Regions from separate parts of the Zea mays genome. Here region 1 is linked to region 2. A link is a contact called in public Hi-C data. All regions are on one chromosome and are shown on one strand. Each heading gives the region's core, a stretch centred on a gene start, on an enhancer-like site or on the middle of the called end of the contact. The rest is flanking DNA. Distances are from core to core; before and after follow the strand shown. Region 1 holds the start of LOC100276051. Region 2 holds the start of LOC100275314.

Evidence for each region. Hi-C and Micro-C count contacts between places; a contact is called where the count stands out from the background.
Region 1: a contact with region 2 is called in a Hi-C map of tassel, with 3 times the contacts expected there. The contact joins the promoter of LOC100276051 here to the promoter of LOC100275314 in region 2. A contact is called at or near these places in 4 of 25 Hi-C or Micro-C datasets (bundle sheath, ear, leaf and 1 more) and 1 of 3 datasets of contacts at active chromatin or transcription factors (leaf).

Annotation. Positions count from the first base shown.
Region 1 is chr1:254,413,334-254,417,773 of Zm-B73-REFERENCE-NAM-5.0, forward strand. It overlaps LOC100276051, which reads left to right and starts at 1,871. Exons shown (of 1, transcript NM_001149935.2): 1 at 1,871-2,581. The coding sequence starts at 2,069. The coding sequence ends at 2,440. It overlaps LOC103643663 (DUF21 domain-containing protein At1g55930, chloroplastic), which reads right to left. Exons shown (of 15, transcript XM_020546808.3): 14 at 2,602-2,898; 15 at 680-997. The coding sequence ends at 2,635.
Region 2 is chr1:254,201,844-254,205,898 of Zm-B73-REFERENCE-NAM-5.0, forward strand. It overlaps LOC100275314, which reads left to right and starts at 1,484. Exons shown (of 3, transcript NM_001149421.2): 1 at 1,484-1,701; 2 at 1,795-1,858; 3 at 1,941-2,281. The coding sequence starts at 1,533. The coding sequence ends at 2,085. It overlaps LOC100280460 (acyl carrier protein), which reads left to right. Exons shown (of 2, transcript NM_001153380.2): 2 at 726-1,140. The coding sequence ends at 923. It overlaps LOC100274988, which reads right to left. Exons shown (of 3, transcript NM_001149215.3): 2 at 3,369-3,463; 3 at 2,675-3,212. The coding sequence ends at 2,937.

The sequences.
Region 1 (4,440 bases), core at 621-3,120, 210 kb after region 2:
TGTGAACGGGCCCATCAGGGACAACACAACTGAGTGAGAGAGAGAGAGAGAGAGCCTCCCATTCGAAGGTTTGGAGACAAATCCATAAAATTAGTTTAATGGATAAGTCTTAGGTACAATATATTAAATGTGTGATAATACAAGATTCACAAGAATGTGGTTGACACAACTTAGATTGCATGGTAGTCAAGAACACTATACAATAGGTGCATTGATTATGTAGCCACACGTGTGTACACTAAATATACCATGAAGTATAATCAAGTACAAAAGGCTACACTAGATATCGACTGCATTGTACTGAACAGGACGAGCCTCGATGCTTGTGATGCAACATATCGTACATGTCCCTACAGTAGGTATGTCAATCGTGACATCTCCATCTCTATGCCACAACAAGGGGGGGGGCATGGGCCTTGGTACAACTTCAAGAACATGAGAAGTAGGGATAGTTGGATCTTAGGTGTCAAAATTCAAGGTTTATATAACATTTCTCCTCTCTTGCATTATAAGAGGACGTTTAACGCGCCGGTCTTTGGACTCGGGTTGACACATTCTATATTTTTTTTAGATAATTTTGCATAGACTTCACCTAGTAGATAGGCATAAAAGTGAATTAGAACGATTAGAACTCCACTAGTCCACTGTAACCATGAGGTAAGTGAGAAAAACGCTTGTGAGCAAATCGTCATCGTTATATTCTAAAATAAACTCAAGCAAAAAGCGAGCATATGCATCAAATCAAGGATTTGGACATGTATGGTTAAGTTCGACCACAAGAAATCCAACACTCTAATCATTAGAATCGATAATCCAATTATAATAACCGTACCCAACCCTGATTTAAACAGGCCCTTCCTTATTTTCCCAAGATGCGGCAAGCAACGAAGACTAGTTTTCTCTTCTGGTAGTCAAGCATCATTTGCTACGAATATCTCAATTACTGTCCGACGTATCGGATGACAGAGGTCTTTGACGGTGCATCGGCTGTGTTCACCTGGCCGTCAAAGAACATCAACAGATCAATCAACTTTTTCCTGAATTAACCAGAATCCCAAGCTTCAAAGCAGCAAACCGCCTCAGCGTTACTCGAATGGTAAGTACACAGCGTGCGGCCAGCGCTCCCATTCAGATCGACCGACGCAAAGCACCAGTCAAAGACCCGAACAAGTAAAGTTCAACGCAGACTTTCTGCTCCCAGACTCTCCAACACGTTCACACAGCCAAACGAAGACAACGGCTCATGGAGCGCACGGTTCCACACCTGAAAGCGCTGCCGTGCATGCACACCATCGTCCACAGCCCACGCCCCACAGTGTACTGCTATGCTACAGATCCTACTCTTGGAGCCAACCGAGACCCAACGGCGCCATTGTAGACCAGGAAAAGCTCGCAGCATCCATCTGGCGGTCTGCCCGTTTAGACGATTATTGCTTATTGGAGCAGGAGCGTTCGATGATGGAGAGCGAGCAGCAGGGCACGGCATGCAGACCTCTCTCCTTCCCCGCTGCTGCAGCAGCAGCAATGCACAAGGGAAACAGAGGAGGGGAACAGGCAGGAAAAAAGGTGACAGACAAACAGAGGCGCAATCATGGCCACCCCGCACGGCGATTCCCACCCACAGGAACGGAACAAGCGCAAGCGTCCACGGCCCCATATCCTTGGACTCTCCCACGCCCCCTTATTCTCTCACCTGCACGCCTCCCACTTCCTTTCTCGGGCGACGTGACATTCCCTCCCTACTACTACTACTCCCAGGTCCTCTCTCATAGCAGCAGTAGAGACGTGGAGTAGTGTTTCTTGGTTTCCAATCAGCCCATAACATCCTGTGCCATAGCATTAGCATCACATAATGGAAGATGGAAGAATTGGCGCAACTTGCAAGACGACCACAAGACGACGCCCTGCGCCGTGACAAAACTTTGCAGCTTATAAGTAGGCGCATGCCCAAGACCACCACCACCTCAAGCAGCAAAACCCCACACAGCGAGCGAGCGAAGTAGACAGACGCTGGCTGAGATACACACACACACACACATCAACTGAAAACGAGGAGTTTTTGTTCATCATGGGGGTACAGAGCAGCGAGGGCCAGATGATGTTCTCCTCCATCGCCCTGCTGCAGCAGAGGTTCAGGGAGCTGGAGAGGATCAGGGAGAAGCGGGAGGAGAGGCTACTCCACGTGCTCGCCCCGCGCCCTGTGGCCACCACCTCCCCGAGGGAGATGCCCGTGAAGTGGTTCTTCCATCCGGAGCTGCTCTACCCGTGCAGGCCACTGCGGGACACCGCTGCCGCCTCCTTATTCCCGGCCTGTGAATGCAAAAGCTTCCAGCTCCACGGCGATAACGACCCCATCACGGTGGAGCTGTGGCCCAGTAAGACTTACAACTACAAACATGTCTCTGGTGAAGTCGACGTCGACACCTCGCTGCACCTCTAGACTGCTACTGCTACTAAAAAAATGTTCCAATGCCCTATAAACTTCTGTTAACCACTTGGTGTTGCTCTCGCAGTTTTTTTTTTGGTAGCCTACTACTATGTTCTCTTCTTCTGTTGTAACAAGGGGTATTAGGAGGGGTGACGGTGTGCTGTAATTATTACCAGTAGTACGATGGTCTTGCAGTTCCTTTCTTGTCATCTTTTGGCACTAGAACTGCTTGCATCTTCCAACAAGGCACTGTTATCATCCGAGTATGAGAGTAACTCTGCAGGGCAACCATTCTCTGTTACGTCTGGACACTCGTCATCATTGGAGGAATCATCAGAGCCTTTCTTCTTCCGCTTGATGATCTTCTTGGAAATGAGGCGGTTCACACCCTTGTTGTCGACATCAACACATTCACTGCTTATTGGCTTGAATAGAACTTTGCCCACCTTCCTTGCATTAGCTTCCACTATCTATTAGCAAGCGACGCCAGTTAAAGGTAGTAAAAACAATTACAGAAACTAATGGCATATTTCTTTCTACAAGAAAGAACGAAAATTTTGGTGAATTGCGAAACAGAAACTATGGATTCCTAGGGATGCAGCAATCCAACTACATGGGAAATTGGGAGTTGCACTTGTTCGTTTTGCTCTCAATTCACGTGGATTAGGTGGGATCGAGTGGGTTTTAATCCCGAACAAGTCAAAAAAATTCATAAATTTTACCGATCTCATCCAATCCACATGGGATAGAAATAACCGAATAATGCCTAATAAAGGACGTGTACCAGTACCAACATAATTCAGTATTGAGTTCTGGATTGACAATTGACTAGTACCTTTTCTTATCTATTAGATTTTTGTATACTTTCTTTTTCTAGCTTCAAATAAAAAAACAAGTCTAAAAGAAGACTAGCATTAGCACCACATAACTGAAGTGTCGACATGTTATAGACCAAAAGCATCTAAAAAATTATATAGCACGAAAAGTATTAACGTAACAGTGTATTTCTCTCATGTAAATGGCCTTGTCCCACATATACTCAGCTATGCACACCTGAAGGCCATCATCAAGTGTTAACGTCCTGCAGCCCAACGCACACATGGGGGCCACCACCCGGCTTCTCCGCCCGCTGTCTTCCTCTCCCCGCCTATGATGCCCGCACCAGCGACGACCACCTGAAGGCCATCATCAAGTGGATCGTGTCGTTCTCCTCCTTCCACGACATTCGTAACGAGCTACTTCTCGAGGAGTTCATCATGGACGGGGAGTCCCCCGCGTCCATCATGGCACTCTACGGTGTGTCCTCCGCCGACCACCCCACTTGCCCTCCTGCCGCCCCACTTCCCCTGGAGCTCCTCGTCAGGCTCCTATCTCCGACGGCAGTCGTCGAGGGGCGGCCGCGAGGGTGGTGGCTTTTCTCGTGGTGGCCCCACGAGTCACAGTGGCGGTCCTGCGTGGTCGTCCTTCTACAACCTCTGGACCGAGACCATCTCCATGTGGTCATGCCCGACCATGGGTGCTTCCTCACCACGCCCCCACAACTGGCTCTACTTGTTATGCCCTCTTAAGCTACCCCACCGCCTTCGACGCCTCCTCTACCATACCCATCGTTGGCTCCACCTCTTCTCTCGCTCTCGAGGACCCCTACCTCGGCCCCTTGGTCCCGTTGGGTGGAGGTTGGGACCAGTCTTCTCTCACCACTTTGTTCAGCACCATGGCGCTATCACCCCCCCAAATCCGTCAACTCCGATGCCTCCTACCACACCACTCCTGTCGTCGGCACGTTATCTCTCTCATCCTTCCCTTCCATCCTCTATTATTGTGGGGGAATAGTTCCACTCTCCCGGTCACCTCGGTAGGCGACCCAATTCTTTCAGGGTCGTTCTACCTCAAAGACGTTCTTGTTGCTCCTCACATTATTTAGAATCTTCTTTCTATTCGTCGGTTCACCACCGACAACTCTTGTTCCATTGAGTCTGACCCTTTTGGTTTCTCTGTGAAGGATCTAGTTA
Region 2 (4,055 bases), core at 234-2,733:
TCTAGCTATGGATTTTCAGCACATTGGTTGTTCACGTTGTCAGAAATATGCAAAGTATAGGTTTTTATGAAGAAAATGACAATTAATGCCTTCAATTACAGATTAGATTATGTATAGGAGAAGTCAAAAGAGTTGTCCAATAACATAAGTTTAGCTTAACAATTTTTGTGATCGGAGTATGTCACTGTTATTTTGAGTTAATAAAGTTAAAAGGGAAATTTATACAGAACAATTCTTGCTTGAAATTTTCCTAAAAAACCAAGAAATACTGTTTACAATCTTAAAGTTAATGCTGCATGGAAAAAAACAAGATGCTAAATTAAGTACACAACATTGAACCAATAATGCATTGGGATCTAGCATTTCAAAGAAACGTTCGGCATTGTTGAAGTGCATCACAGCTGAGGGGAGGTCATGTGAGACTGAGAAGTGAATGCATTGTAATTGCTGCGATGCATCGTAGCAGTAGCGTAATTGTTTTTAAGTTACTGGTTCCAACGTGGAAAAAAAACTAGTGCATTTGGAGTATCATTTTAATGAGTATGCTAGCTGCAAACTATGGATCATATTTCCTCTTTATAGGGGTGCAAATTACCCATAGCATCTAATCAGTATATATATAGCCCGATTCTAGTGGTTGCTTACTGAGTGACTTTACGAATTGCACATCAAGCGGTTTGCATCTGAGCTTTGGCCCCTCATTTTCACCTTGTAAACGCTTGCAGGTGACCGAGACTGCAGACTTCCAAAAGGACCTGAGCTTGGACAGCTTAGACCGGGTGGAACTTGTTATGGCCTTTGAACAAGAGTTCTCCGTTGAGATCCCTGATGACAAGGCTGACAAGCTGACCTGTTGTGCGGATGTTGCCAAGTACATCATATCCGAATCTGAAGCGAGTGATACAAATGCCGGTGGATCCTGAGGGACAGATGAAACCGAGTGCAATGTTTCTTTTTCTTTTTGTGTGTGTGTTTATCATAACGAGTCTGGGTTACAAAGGACGATCTATGCGCATGATTTCCTTTTAATTTTTTTTTCCAGTATGGAAGGAAATGCTGTTCCAATGCGTTTATATTGTCTGTCAATACTGTGAAACTATCTCTATCTCGGTTGTTTGTCACAAAGTGAAGTTTTTTCTATGTCGATCATGGTTCATGTTCAAGACTTGTACATTGTACTGGATTCTATTAGCATAGCCAATGCTATACGTTTTCTGTACACTGGTATTTCTTTTTTTTTAAAAAAAAAATCTCCTACAGTGGATATTTTTGTTTCTTTTGACCGCTGCTGTCCAGAATATATTTCCGACCTATGGTACCATCAATTGACAGCCCCCAAACGGTTGGCAGGCATGCGACGTGGTGCCATATGACTGGACCACGTCGCCGCAATCTGTGGCCCTTGGCTCATGCCATGGACGAGAACGACGAGCCAGGGTAGCACTCGCCTTATCCACCCGTCCTGTTCCTGAACACCGTCACACACGGGTACTAGTAGTACTACCATATCATGTGACGTGCATGCGGCTGTGATGCACACCAACCCAGCCATGGCCAAGGCAGCTCCTCCTCTCCTCGCCGCCGGCAGCCGCACTGCCATCACAGCGCAGCAGCCATCGTCGAGGAAAGGCGCCGCTGGCACCGGTTTGTTCTGCAGTCGCGCCATCGTCAGCAAGCGCACCAGGGTAACAGCGAAGCTCGGTACGGGTTTTCCTCCGTCTTCTCCAGTCATGTTTCTTCAGTTTTTGAAACAAAAGACAAGATTGGCCCAAATAAACTGATCCACGCACGCAGGAGACGGAGAGCTGAAGCCTGCAGGCAAGCGGAAGTTCATCACCAAGGAAGAGGAGCCAGAACAGTAAGCAAGCAGTGTGAATCTCACCTCTCCTCGTAGCAGCCTGTGAGTGACTCGGATGCGTGGGGTGATGGGATGCATGCAGGTACTGGCAGACCGCGGGGGAGAGGGAGGGGGAGAACCCCATGATGACACCCCTGCCCTACATCATCATCTTCGGCATGTCCACCCCCTTCGTCATCCTCGCCATCGCCTTCGCCAATGGCTGGATCAAGGTCCCTGTGCGATGACCGTAACGCGATCAGCCAGCCTGGATCATAGATGCTGACTCGTCAGCCTGCATCTCATCCAGCGTGTGTCCTGCGACTTTGTACCTTCATATATAGAGACAAGAGTTCTTGCGTGTGAGCATAATTGCATGATCGCGTGGTGTATGTAACCCGAAACTGTTTACCTTTTCGCAACAACTTCAATCTTCACTCTTCAGGCTGTGTTCCGATTCAGTGCCCTGGTATCAATCTTCAGTTATTCGCACAAGAGAAGATTTGTACCATCTGCAGTTGTAGAATCATAACAGCCAGAACCACAACTTGGTTTTTTGGTAGACCTCACAATAGGTCCTGCTACAATCACCCCCCCCCCCCCCCCCCACCCCCAAAAAAAAGGGTCTTGTATAACAATGGCATATTCGTACATTAATTAATGTGTAGCCAATGCTGTCAATGAATCGATCAATCTGCGGCTAGCGTAACAAAAGGTTCAGACGGTAACATGACATGGGTGCAAAGGCGAAAACCACATGTTTATGAATCGATTCAAAACATATGAGCAGAAATTTTCGCATGTGCTCAGGATCGCATATCATCAGACATTACATACTAGTTACGCAACAGCAACTTGTTTCCATATATTTTTCCAATGTAAATAGCAAATGCAACGACACACGCGCACAACCGAGAATTAAGAGTATTTACGCGACATGGAGAACAGTAGAGCTCCGATAAATTACACCACAAGAAACCCTTTTGCTTTGCTTCATCTATTAGTCAACCATAAGTATCTGTTATTGGCGAATAACACCTCGCACCAGTGCTACAGCGTAATCAACCTTCAGGTAAACGCACGCTGCATCGTTTGCCGGTCATCTAGTTGGTTTTCTGTCGAATTCAGATTCATGGCAGTGCGGATCGAGCCAATCACGAGGAGAGCTCTTAGGCAGGCTGGTACCACCTCTAGCACCCATCAGCTCCCTTAGGTTCTCCACCTTGTTCTCCTGAGCATTGCCGGGGAATTTCCTATCTGCTTCCTTCAGCTTGTTCCGGAACCGCTGCTTGCGGCCAACGGTGTTCAGCTCCTGCTGCTTTGCTTGAGATGGTGGAGCTCCATGAGGTCCCAGATATATTTTCTCATCGTTTGCCTGCTCAAGCATGAATATCATCTCCATGAAGCAATGGACACCAATGGACCAGTAGTCCATAAAGGTCTTTTTTTTTAAAAAAAAAAGGGGGAGGGGGCATATGACAGACAAGTAAATCTGCGGAGAAAGAGTTCAGAAAAGAATTCCGAAATGTACCTGTAGAGGCTCAGGATCTTTTTCTTTGGGGACACTAGGCTCAGCCACATCATTATCTTGAGTGGGCAAATTAGGAATAACATATCCATCAGCATCTGTGATTGCACCAGCGACGTTACAAGCATGTGTAAAAAAATAGCAGCAGTGCAGAACACATGGAGCTCAGCATGGTACGCAATTCACAGAACATGTTCGAGTCTAACAGAGAAATCTGTCAAAATCTAAGACTCCAATGACTAAATTGCAGTTACATGTCGCAATCAACAACCCCAAGCATACATACATAGATCTATAATGTTCCCATCCACTCAGAAAAGGTTTACAGTTTACCTGAGCTGGCTCATGACCTCATGGTATATCTCTCTGAAATGGAGAAAGCATCTTAAATTCTTAATGATATTTTGTTTCAGCAGCTAGTAACCTTCACCCCGTTTCATCAAATGAAGGCATGCGTTCTGCTAATGCGTTCATGTAATCTTGACTAACTCGACCAAGAATGAAAATCCGGGGTGAAGGTAAAACTCACAATTTCGTTTCTCAAAACCGGCAGATGTTCTTGCAGTTTATAAAACTGTTGGTAAGTACTAGGTCACTACCATGTTACTCTTACACCTAAAAATCCTCACGGTTCCTTACAGCATACAGGCTAGAACAGCCCCTTGGTCAGATTCTACACCCCCACAGTGA